Linked DNA regions of Macaca mulatta: region 2 is linked to region 1. Evidence: chromatin contacts called from public Hi-C data. All regions are on one chromosome and are shown on one strand. Each heading gives the region's core, a stretch centred on a gene start, on an enhancer-like site or on the middle of the called end of the contact. The rest is flanking DNA. Distances are from core to core; before and after follow the strand shown.

Region 1 (5,597 bases), core at 1,144-3,643:
CACCACTGGATGCCAGGTAGCTATACATCTTAAGTTGGGTATTATCAGAAAGGTAGAGCAGCAATTCCATATGTGATGGAAGCCGGGCACATTGGCTCATGCCTGTAATTCCAGCACTTTAAGACCCCGAGGCAGAAGGACCACTTGGAACCAGGAGTTGGAGACCAGCATGGGCAATGTAGTGAGACCTCCATCTCTAAAAGAAATATAAAAATTAGCTGAGTGTGGTGGCACATGCCTGTGGTCCCAGATACTTGGGAGGGTGAAGTGGGATGATTTCTTAAGCCTAGGAAGTCAAGGCTGCAGTAAGCTATGATTGTACCACTGCACTCCAGCCCGGGCAACAGAGTGATACAATCATACCCTGTCTCTAACAAATGAACAAACAAACCAACAAAACAACAAAGAGGCTGGGCACAGCGGCTCACACCTGTAATCCCAGTACTTTGGGAGGCAGAGGTGGGCGGATCACCTGAGGTCAGGAGTTCAAGACCAGCCTGGACAACATGGCAAAACCCCATCTCTACTAAAAATACAAAAAAAATTAGCTGGGCATGGTGGTGCGTGCCTGTAATCCCAGCTACTCGGGAGGCTGAGGCAGGAGAATCGCTTGAACCCGGAAGGCAGAGGTTGCAGTAAGACGAGATCACACCACTGCACTCCAGCCTGGGGGACAGTGCAAGACTGTCTCAAAAACAAAAACAATAACAACAAAAAACAAAGAACAAAACAAAACAAAAAATATATGATGGAAATGGTATATTTAAGGCTGAGCAAAAGGGGTCTAAAAGGCATGAGTAAATTAAATAAACGGGGAGCTCAGAGTCCTGTGGCACCCAACTCTGTCTCTCTGGGTTTTCTCCTTGACCCACATATATGACCTCATGGAGTGTTCCCAGCAACCAACAGATAATGGAGGAAAGGAGTCGAACCCAATTCACAGATAAGTCAGTATAATATTTTGGTACCAGCTGGAAATGGACCACTCTATTACAGCTCCAGTTGGGGGTGGCCCTGAATAATAGTGAATCCTCCCAGGGGGCAGAACTAGGAGTAGTATACCGTGTTGTTCCCTCTGTATGCAGAGAGAGAGAGAGAGAGAGAGAGGGACTGAGGTACAGGCATACACCAATTCCTAATAAGTGGCCAGTGTCTTGGCTGGTCAGTCAAAGGCATGGATAGAACAAGATTGGAAGATTGGGAATAAGCAGGTGTGGGTTGGGGCATAAGAATGAACTCTGAATGGACATAAAGCACGTGGATCTCTGTGTCTCATGTTAATGCCGACCAGAGATCACCTGCTGCAGAGGAGGCTTTACAGCCCGATGAGCAGGATGTCCCATCCCGTGGACGTCAGCCAGCCTCTCAACTTAGCCCCACTATTGCCTTGCAATGGACCTATGAGTGTCTATTGCAAGGTAAGGATGGGGGTTAGAAATGAGTCCAACAACTTGGGCTCCCTCTCACAAAAACTGATCTGGCAATTGCCAAAATGTAGCCAATCTTCCAGCAGCAGGTAGCAATATGGCAAAATTGCTCAATGAGAATAGCCAGCCATCTGGTGGCAGGTCAATTATTTCAGACCCCTTCCACTTGGGAGAAGGCAATGATTCATCCTTACCGGAATTTCTATGTTTTCCAAATGGAGGTTGCATTTCTGACCTATAGTGCTTCAACCATCACCAGCCAAAGGCTTTAAAGAATGCTCAGTTCATTACCTAGGGCCAGAGGACCCATCTTGAAACTCAAGATGTATCATGATGGCCACACGAACACAGGCTTCACTGGTCTTACCATATGCCCATGCCGCAGAAGCAGCCAGCCTGAGAGACAATGGAACAAAGTGACTTAATTTCTAAAGTTCTGGGGGATTATAAACAGCATATGGTGTGTCACATGACTACTGTGGGATTGGAAAAAGATCATGTAAATAGAGCACTTTGCACAGATCCTGGCATGCAGCAAGTGCTCAATAAATGGTAGGTGTTGTTTATCAGTTGGATTGAAGGGTGAAAGGCCTGTGTGCCCCAGGGGGAGCTGGTGATCAGGCTTCACTAAGCCCAGTATGGCCGTAGCTGTCACCATAGTGTGACATGCTTTGAATACCCTTAGGGGCTCCAAAAGTCCTCAGCTTGAAGTGTATTTTTCTGCCAGCAGGCAGCACACAAATGCTTCTGCTGGGCGGAGCTGGGAGAGAGGGGAAAATGAAACTGCAGAGTGCAGGGGCTGGGAGAGAGGGGAAAATGAAACTGCAGAGCGCAGGGGCTGGGAGAGAGGGGAAAAGGAAACTGCAGAGTGCAGAAATAGAAACTCCGGCAGGGATTGGCTGCCTGGGGTGAGACGTGGGAGGATCCGCAAGTGATGATAAAAAGCCAGCCTTCAGCCGGAGAACCGTTTACTCGCCGCTGTGCCCATCTATCAGCAGGCTCCGGGCTGAAGATTGCTTCTCTTCTGTCCTCCAAGGTAAACTCAGGAGCTATGAAGTGTGGGCATCAAGCTGCCACCCTCTGCCAGGCTGCCTACCTGCCTGTAAATCTCATGTTCTGAGAGCCAGGAGGCCCCTTCTCCAGGGAGCAGCATCCCTGGGTCCCTTTTAGTGCCCTGGGCTGGGACTTGTCTAAGAGGATGGGTTGGAGATTTTAGGGAGACTGGATACAAAACCCCAAGAGGCATGAGACCCAGGTTACAGGTGCAATATCAGCGATCTGTGGCCTTAGCCCTGTCACCTCTTGGAACCTTAATTGCTTCCTCTGTAAAAGGAAGGTTAAGTTGCCTTACCTGCTCAAAGGACTGGATGATTTTAGAAGCCCCTTTATTATAGGATCCAATGTGACAGTGAGTTCATCTTTGAGGATAGATGAAGCCATCTGGAATGGTTGTTAAAAATGTGGGCTTTGGGGCCGGGGCCGGGCGCGGTGGCTCACACCTGTAATCCCAGCACTTTGGGGAGGCCAAGGTGGGCAGATCACGAGATCAGGAGTTCGAGACCAGCCTGGCCAACATGGTGAAACCCCGTCGCTACTAAAAATACAAAAATTTGCCGGGCATGCTGGCACATGGCTGTAATCCCAGCTACTCGGGAGGTTGAGGCAGGAGAATCCCTTGAACCTGTGAGGCGGAGGTTGCAGTGATCTGAGATCACGCCACTGCACTCCAGCCTGGGTGACAGAATGAGACTCTGTCTCCAAAAAAAAAAAAAAAAAAAAAGTGGGCTTTGGGTATTAGCCAATTGTGGGTTTAAACCCTGACTTTTCCATGACCTGGCTAGGCAGCCTTGGGAATATTACTTAACCTCTCTGAGCTTCAGTTCCTTACCTATAACATGTGGTTGATAACAATGGTACCGACTTCATGGTATCATTATAGATACACGTGGACTGCATGCCATAAAGTGCTAAGTACTCAATACTTGAGAGGAGTTTCTTGTTTTTCTTTTTAATTTAAGGAAATGGCATTGAGCTGACAAAGGTCGCGTTAGAGGTGAGTCTGAGGGCATACGCATTTTCCAGTTTGGTGGTATAAAGAAAAGAGCATAGGTTCTCAATTTTGACAGTCTTGAATGTATACCCATGTTGCACAATTTGCTGTGTGACCTTTATCCCTTGTGATATTGTAAAATATATTTTTTCATCCCCCAGGTGCTGGCATACAACTCCTAAAATCCTTGGAATCTTCAAAGTGATAAATATCTTTTGAGTGTTAACTGTCTAATAAGTTGAGTGATGGCTGGCATTTCCTCTGGGGAGGGGAGAGGGGCTGAAGGTAAAGCTGATTACCAATGGGCAATGATTTAATCAGTCGTGCCTATGTAATGAAGCCTCCACAAAAACACAAAAGGACAGGGTTTGACGAGCTTCCAGATAGCGGAATACAAAGAGGCTCCCAGTGGGTGGTGCTTCTGGAGAGGAATGAAAACTCCATGCCCTTTCTCCCATACCTTGCCCTGTGCATCTCTTCATCTGCAGCATTTGTAATATCCATAAGGAATCAGTAAATGTGGCTGGGTGTGGTGGCTGACGCCTGTAATCCCAACACTTTAGGAGGCTGAGGCAGGCAGATTGCTTGAGCTCAGGAGTTCAAGACCAGGCAACATGGTGAAACTCTGTCTCAAAAAAAAAAAAAAAAAAAAAAAAAGCTGGGTGCGGTGGTGCATACTTGTAGTCCCAGCTACTCTGGAGGCTGAAGTGGGAGGATCACTTGAGCCTGGGAGGCGAAGGTCGCAGTGAGCTGAGATGGGGCCGCGGCACACCCGCCTGAGCAACAGAGTGAGACCCTGTCTCAAAACAACACAAGATCAATTTTTTTTTATAGAAAGAAACCAGTAAATGTAAGCAAAGTGTTTCCCTGAGTTCTGTGAGCTGCTCTAGCAAATTAATGCAGCTGCAGAAGGGAATTGTGGGAACCCCAATCTATAGTCAGTCAGAAGCACAGGTAAAACAACCTAGGGCTTTCAATGGGCAGTCTGGGGGACTGAACCCTCAACATGTGCGATCGGCCACTATCTACCCATAGTGGTGTCAGAATGGAATTTGGGGACCCTCAGCTGGTGTTCACCAGAGGACTGATTCCTTGCTTGCTGGTGGGGAGAAACCTCCACACATCTGCTATCAGAAGCCTCTTGTACAGTGAGGGAAACTGAGTTTCTTTTTCCACACACCCTTCCGTACTTTCTTTCTGAAAAAAATTAAATCGATGTGAGGCCAATGTTTGGTGCCTGTAGATATTCAATGCATTGTAAGAATGAGTTTATCTTAAAAAAAATTTTTTTTAAGCAAATTCAATGCGTCAGGCACTGTTCAAAGTGCCGGGGATACAGCGTGGAACAGTTACTAAATTCACAAGTACCCTCTGAAATAGACTCTATTAATACCCTAATTTTAGAAATAAATAAACTGAAGCCCAGAGAAGCAAAGTACCCTGGTATCCTGCCCAAGGTCACTTGGGTACAAGGCCAAGAACAACCACAGTCATGATATTGACATCTGCGGTAAACACCGTGCGAATCCGCACACCCACCGGTTGGGGCAGGGACATCTCTGCCACTGATGCGGAGAGGAAACAGATTCCCGAGGCTCCTGACAGGGATCCTGGATTCCATTCACCGCACCTCGCTGCTTTTTACTGATTCAGTCGGAATTGGAAGGGAAAACAACGGAGCTGATGAGCTCCAAAAATGCTCCGGTGACCATCTCCCTCTCGCCTATTCGCAGGTCTAGCGACGGAGCCTGCGCGCGGCGCCACCATGCGGCAGAAGGCGGTATCGCTTTTCTTGTGCTACCTGCTGCTCTTCACTTGCAGCGGGGTGGAGGCAGGTGAGAATGTGGGTAAGGGTGCAGGTAAGGGTGCCGGTAAGGGTGCAGGTAGGGATGCCGGTAAGGGTGCAGGTAAGGATGCAGGTAAGGGTGCCGGTAAGGATACAGGTAAGGGTGCAGGTAAGGATGCAGGTAAGGGTGCCGGTAAGGATGCAGGTGAGGGTGCCGGTAAGGATGCAGGTGAGGGTGCCGGTAAGGGTGCAGGTAAGGATGCCGGTAAGGGTGCAGGTAGGGATGCCGGTAAGGGTGCAGGTAAGGGTGCAGGTAAGGATGCCGGTAAGGATG
Region 2 (5,597 bases), core at 1,748-4,247, 290 kb after region 1:
CCTGGCTGGGCTGCAGTTTTCCCCAAATGGCCACCAGAGGGCAGTCGGACCCCAGCGCAGAGGAATTTTTGGTTGCTCAGGTGATGGCTTCTTAAAAAAATAAAAAACCAGAGGCTGGTGTGTTCCCCTTCCAAACCCAAAGAGGGCAGGCCTGGGGAGAAGGCTCTGGTTTCTATGATCTCTTCGATAAAAAATAATCCAAAATAATAACAAAATACGTGGTTTCTCTTTCTCCCTTTCCCCCCTCCAGGAACTGAGGTCAGAAATGGGGGTGAGGGGACAACGGGTACCCTGGTATGGCCTGGATATCAAGGTGTGGGTATCTTTTTCCCCCCTTACCACCCATAAGTAAATTTATAAATAAATAAATCATAAATAGACACTCTCTTTGTATGTGCGCGTATATAATCTTTCTCTCTCCTATTTAGGCAACTATGTGACTAATCTCTCTGACTCTTTAGTTCAGAAATTCAAACGTAAAGTGACATGGTTAAGGTCAAGTATGGGGGAGGAGGGACATCTGGGACTTGGAATGGCACTGTAAAACTCCCAGCATTCCGGAATTGCAAGCCAGCTGGGCTGTGAGACATTTCTGAGTAGATCCCTGACCACCTGAACATTCTGGAACCATGGAGCCAGCTGGACCCCCACAGGGATCTGAACAAGAACCTTCAAACACCCAATGTCGTAGAACTCCAGAACCAGCTGGGTCTGGGGGGTGTGGAGCTGGGGGTTTGGAAAGAAGCCCTGGAGAGCCTAACATTCTGGGATTCTGTAGTGATCAGGGCTGAAGGATCACGAAGACTCAGCTAGACATCACTGGGGGAGCGGGATCGGAAGGGTATCTTGGAAGAGGAACAGCAGCAGCAGACAGCCCACAGCACTTTCTGCACATCCTGGTTGCGGAAGGCATAGATGATAGGGTTGATCATGGAGTTGTAGGTGGCGGGGAGCAAGGTAAGATAGGTGTAGAGAGGCGGAGAGTGGGCATCACCCAGCAGGCAGTAGACAGTGAAGGGCAACCAGCAGGCGGCAAAGGCTCCAAGCACCACGGCCAGTGTGGCAATGCCCTTGCGGGTGGCCACATAGTGGGAGGCAGGCAGCAGGTGCCGCTGGAGGGCAATCTGCTGGGCATGGCGGCAGACGATGCGGCAGATTTGGGCGTAGAGCTGCAGCATGATGCCAAACACCATGAAGAAGGCAATGGCCAGGACTACCAGATGGTTCTTGGAGAGTGGATAAACCACGCCACATGTGGTCAGGCCATCCAGGCAGTTCCAGGCCATCACAGGCAGCAGCCCCAGGCCCAGGGCACCTCCCCACACTAAGGCCAGCATCACATAGGTCCGTGTCACTGTTGTCTCTGAATAGTAGGTGAGGGCATTGTACAGAGAAAGGTAGCGGTCAACAGTGATGGCCAGTAGACTGCCGATGCTGGCGGTAAAGGCCATTGCCAGCACGCCAACCAACACCAGGCTCATCTCCGCTGAGCCGATGCAGAAGACAGCAGCAAAGTACAGGACCAGGCCCAGGCCTGCCAGCAGGTCTGCCACGGCCAGGCTGCCCACCAGCAGGAACATGGGGGCACGGAAGGCGGGCGTGCCCACGATGATGGCCACCACTAGTGCATTCTCGCAGGACACCAAGGTGCCTGAGATGCAGAGCACCACATCCCAGGCCTTAGGTGAGGGCAGCGGTGCAGCTGGACCTGTGGGCCCCTCTGCTGGGCCCACGCTGCTTACATTCACGTTGCCTGAGCCAGCTGAGAGCCAGGCCAGAGGGCTGCCTGCACCCCACATCATGGTACCTGTAGGAGAAAGGCCTTGTGAGAAGCTGACCAAGCTGGATGATGCGAGGTGGGGTCTGGAGGGGGTGAGGTGCCCCTCAGGATACATGGTGGGAGTCTCTCCTCAGGATACCTTATAGGGTCCCAACGCCTTATCCCCACATTCATCCCCTGGGGCTCCTCCCAGGATACCGCTGTCCTCTCCAATGCCCCCAGGCCTCTAAACAGGGGTCTCTTCCTGGGGATCCCTGTCCTAGGTCCTGCACGTCTCTTTTTCCATGTGTGTGACCAGAGGAGAGACAGAAGAAGGGGTACTATAAGCGGATGAGGGCCATAGGATCCAGGGGATGCCCCCAAAGGCTCAAGATTGGGGTAGGGAAACATCTGGAGACTGAGCGGCTCTGCTCCCTCCCATCAGAGATGATGATGCTAGCTCGTGCCTGAGTCTCCCAGACCCCTCACGATTCTCAGTACTGCCAGCCTTAGACTCCGCCCCCGGGGAATGCGCGTGAAGCTCCCACCAGCCACCACCCCGCACTCCCGCGGTAACACCTGGGAACTCAGACCCCACCCGCCACCCTCCCAGGCTTCTGTCCCTGGCTGGACCCTTCTTTCTGCCTGCATCTCTAGGTCTCTAGGCAGACCCCCCTGCTGGAAGCCCGGATCCCTGAGTCAGATGCCTTCTTCTGCCCGGACACCTGGATTTGGGGCCTGACTCCGCCTTCTGTCTAGATACCTGGATTCCCAAGTCGGACACCTCCTGCTGTTCGGACGCCTGGGTCCCTGCCCCAGACGCCTCCTGCCGGCTTAACCTCAGATGACCATCAGTCCCTCCAGGGCCTCGGGTCCCTGCAGGAATGCTCACCCTTCGCCGGGTCATCCAACTGAGCCCCAGCACTCAAGCACTTAGGCCCACGTCTGCTAACCCAGAATCGCCTAAACCCAGAATTCCCACCTGGAATTCGGACCCTGGCCGGCCGCTAGGAGTCTTCCGCCGGCCCAGTGCCCCAGCATCCTGCGTGCCCTCCAGGACCCCTAGTGTCCGCGGCGGGGCCCACTACTCACCGCTCAGGACCAGGCGCGGCCAGGCCGCGGGGAGGCTCCGCTCGGGTCCTGGCGGCGCAGGGCGTGCGTGGACCCCGAGAAGCCCCCGCGGCCGCGGGAGAAGCGGCGTGAGTCACCCCGTCCCGCCCCGCCCCCGGCCACCGGTTCGGTGACGTCAGCGGCCCGATTAGCCAATGGGCGCGGAGCGCTGGGGCGCAGAGCGCGTTGCGCGGCATAATAATGAGGCCTCGCGCCGCCCGCTCCCCCATTCATAAAAAGCGACTGTGGCTGCGGCCCCGCCTCCTCCCGAGTCGGCCCGCGCTGTCCTTGACGCGGCGCCCTCTGCGGGCCGGGGGTTTCAGCGGCGCCGGTGGGAGAGCCTTGTAGTCTCAGGGAGGCTGCTGGGAACGTGGTGGAAGGGGACCCGGCTAGGCTGTGGGGTGATGGGACCCTTGGGTGGCAGAGAGGCTGACGAGATCCAGATGACGAAGGAAGAGCTTGTGATGGGGCTGGTTGGGCGTCCCTGGTGAGGATGACAGGGTTGCCAAGATGATGGGGCCCTGAGGTGACGATGACGGGGAGCACGAGGGAGCGGGGAGGTGGGTGGCAGTGACATTAGCATGGTGACAGAATCTTGGGGGGCGTGATGGCCGTGGGACACCAACGGTAGAGAGGAAACCCCCAGGGCAACCATGGCAGTGTGACGGTGACTCTGCAGCAGGGAGGAGTTCAGGGACCCCGGGATGGCAGAGGCGGCAGCCTGGGAACATGGAGTGTCCAGGTGACTTCAGGTCACTATGACCCTGTCAGAAGGGCTGGGGTACTGAAGCGACAATGCTAAGCCATGAGGGCCGTGGGGCCCTGGAAGGAAGATAGCAGGTGGCCGTGGTGAGTGGGCTCCAGGGTGAGGGGCACAGGGTAGAGCGTCCGGACTGACAGTGACCAGGCAGGTAAGTTGGTGCCAGGGCAGGTCCCATGATGCTGGGGCTGGGATAAGAGCTGGGTGACGTCACTCATGTCAGCCCAATAGCGCCCTCACAGCACCGGAGGGGTGGGCCTGGCAAGATTTCAAAACCTGAATTATTTATTCAAGGATCTAGAAAGCCAGAGGGGAGGGAGTCGGGGGTGCACTTCCCCGAAGCAGGAGGAGATGGGGAGCCGGGAAGAACTTGGAAGCAGAAAGCCTGGCAGCTCAGTCCTCAGGGCAGGCCCCTCTCAGCCTCTCATTTTAGGCATCCTGATGGGTGGAGCAAGAAGGAGCTCCCTCTTCCCCAACGCCGACTGCCCTTAGTCCAGGGGAACCACTCTGGGCAGATTTCTCCAGATGTGACAGATGTGGCCAGTCCTGTGGCAGGGGGACTGACTGCTCTTTCTCCCTGTGTTTCTTGCCTTGATGCTCCCTGGAATCATGCAGGCCTGTGGGAGGGAAGATGAGGTTAAGAGGCCTGAGGATCCCAGGCCCCACTGGACACCCCCATCACAGCACTATCACTGCAGCCCCATGGTCAGCCTCCACCAGGCAGGTTTTGGGTTTGAGTGTGAGGCAGCAGAAGGTCAAGTGGCAGGAAACATGGGAAGAGGAGGGGTTGGAGCTGGAGAAGAAGATTCATTTCAGGTTGGATGTGGTGAGTTTAGGGGGCTTAGGGAGCGGAGGTGGTCAAATCTCAATTTCTCCATTTCCTAGCTGTGTGACTTTGGAGAGTTTCTTTAGCTCTCTGTGCCTATTTCCTCATCTAAAAATAGGGATAATATTAGTTCTGGCCTCATGGGGTTGTTGAGTGGGATCTGCACGCCGTTGGCCATCAATGTTACAGTTGGCCAATGAGGGACACACCTGGCGGTGTAGGTGTGCAGGTGGCACACCTGCCTAAAGTTTTAGGGGTAGAGGACATCACCCAGGGGCGGGAGCAGAGAGTGAGGAGGGGCTTCAGGGGTTCCTGTTCCTGGGCTCTTGCTCCTGACTGTTCCCTCTGCCTACAACCCTTCTCTTCATCCAGGTCTCTGCTCCCAAGTCACTTCTGAAACAGGCTGCTCTGAACTCTCAGATCGCCACTGACCTCCCCATCAGTCTCCCTCCCCTTCTCTTGATTTATTCGTTTTCGGAGGATGAAGTGCTCTTGAAATTATAAATAAATTCATGTTTGTTTGTTTTACTACGTGTCAACCCCACTAGAATCTAAGCTCCAAGAGGATAGTGACTATATCCCATTTCTGCTGGAGAACAGTGCCTGACATGTAATGGGTGTTGAAGAAATAATCATAGACTGGATGATTGACCTAAAAGGGAGCAACTGGAGGAAAAAGGAAAACAGAGAGAATAGTAATATGCCTGGTGCCCAGGAAGGTGGGGGTGTCAGAGAGAGGATCCAAGGGCATCAGGGCCCCAAGCCTCAGGGATCCACTTTCTCTCCCATCAGAGCTAGGTCCCTACAGAGTTCTGGTCTCAGCGATGGGTGAAGGCTGCGGGGAGGTTGGCATCAAAGGGGAGTATGGGGGACTATCTTCTGCTACTCTGAATGGCGATTATATATTTTTTAAGTTTTCGTAGTTTATTAATCCTCTGGTGAAAAATCTGCACCGTCGCTGCAGCTAAAGTCATTCCTGTTTGCCAGCACCGGCACCACACTCTTGTGACTCCCTGACTATCTTCATTCTGTTCTTGAGTTCTCAGCTCACTGCAAGCTCCGCCCCCCGGGTTCCCGCCATTCTCCTGACTCAGCCTCCCGAGTAGCTGGGACTACAGGCGCCGCCACCACGCCCGGCTAGT

What was found. A called contact is a pair of places that touch in the nucleus more often than the background predicts.
Region 2: a contact with region 1 is called in a Hi-C map of CD4 T cells, with 4 times the contacts expected there. The contact joins the promoter of GPR3 here to the promoter of IFI6 in region 1. A contact is called at or near these places in 6 of 14 Hi-C or Micro-C datasets (CD4 T cells, cortical neurons, fetal cortex germinal zone and 3 more).

The regions. Positions count from the first base shown.
Region 1 is chr1:213,271,423-213,277,019 of T2T-MMU8v2.0, forward strand. IFI6 (interferon alpha inducible protein 6) reads left to right here and starts at 2,394. Exons shown (of 5, transcript NM_001048170.1): 1 at 2,394-2,463; 2 at 5,211-5,312. The coding sequence starts at 5,243.
Region 2 is chr1:213,563,131-213,568,727 of T2T-MMU8v2.0, forward strand. GPR3 (G protein-coupled receptor 3) reads right to left here and starts at 2,998. Exons shown (of 2, transcript XM_001111240.5): 1 at 2,852-2,998; 2 at 1-1,807. The coding sequence starts at 1,802. The coding sequence ends at 810. WASF2 (WASP family member 2) reads left to right here. Exons shown (of 9, transcript XR_013405201.1): 9 at 1-215.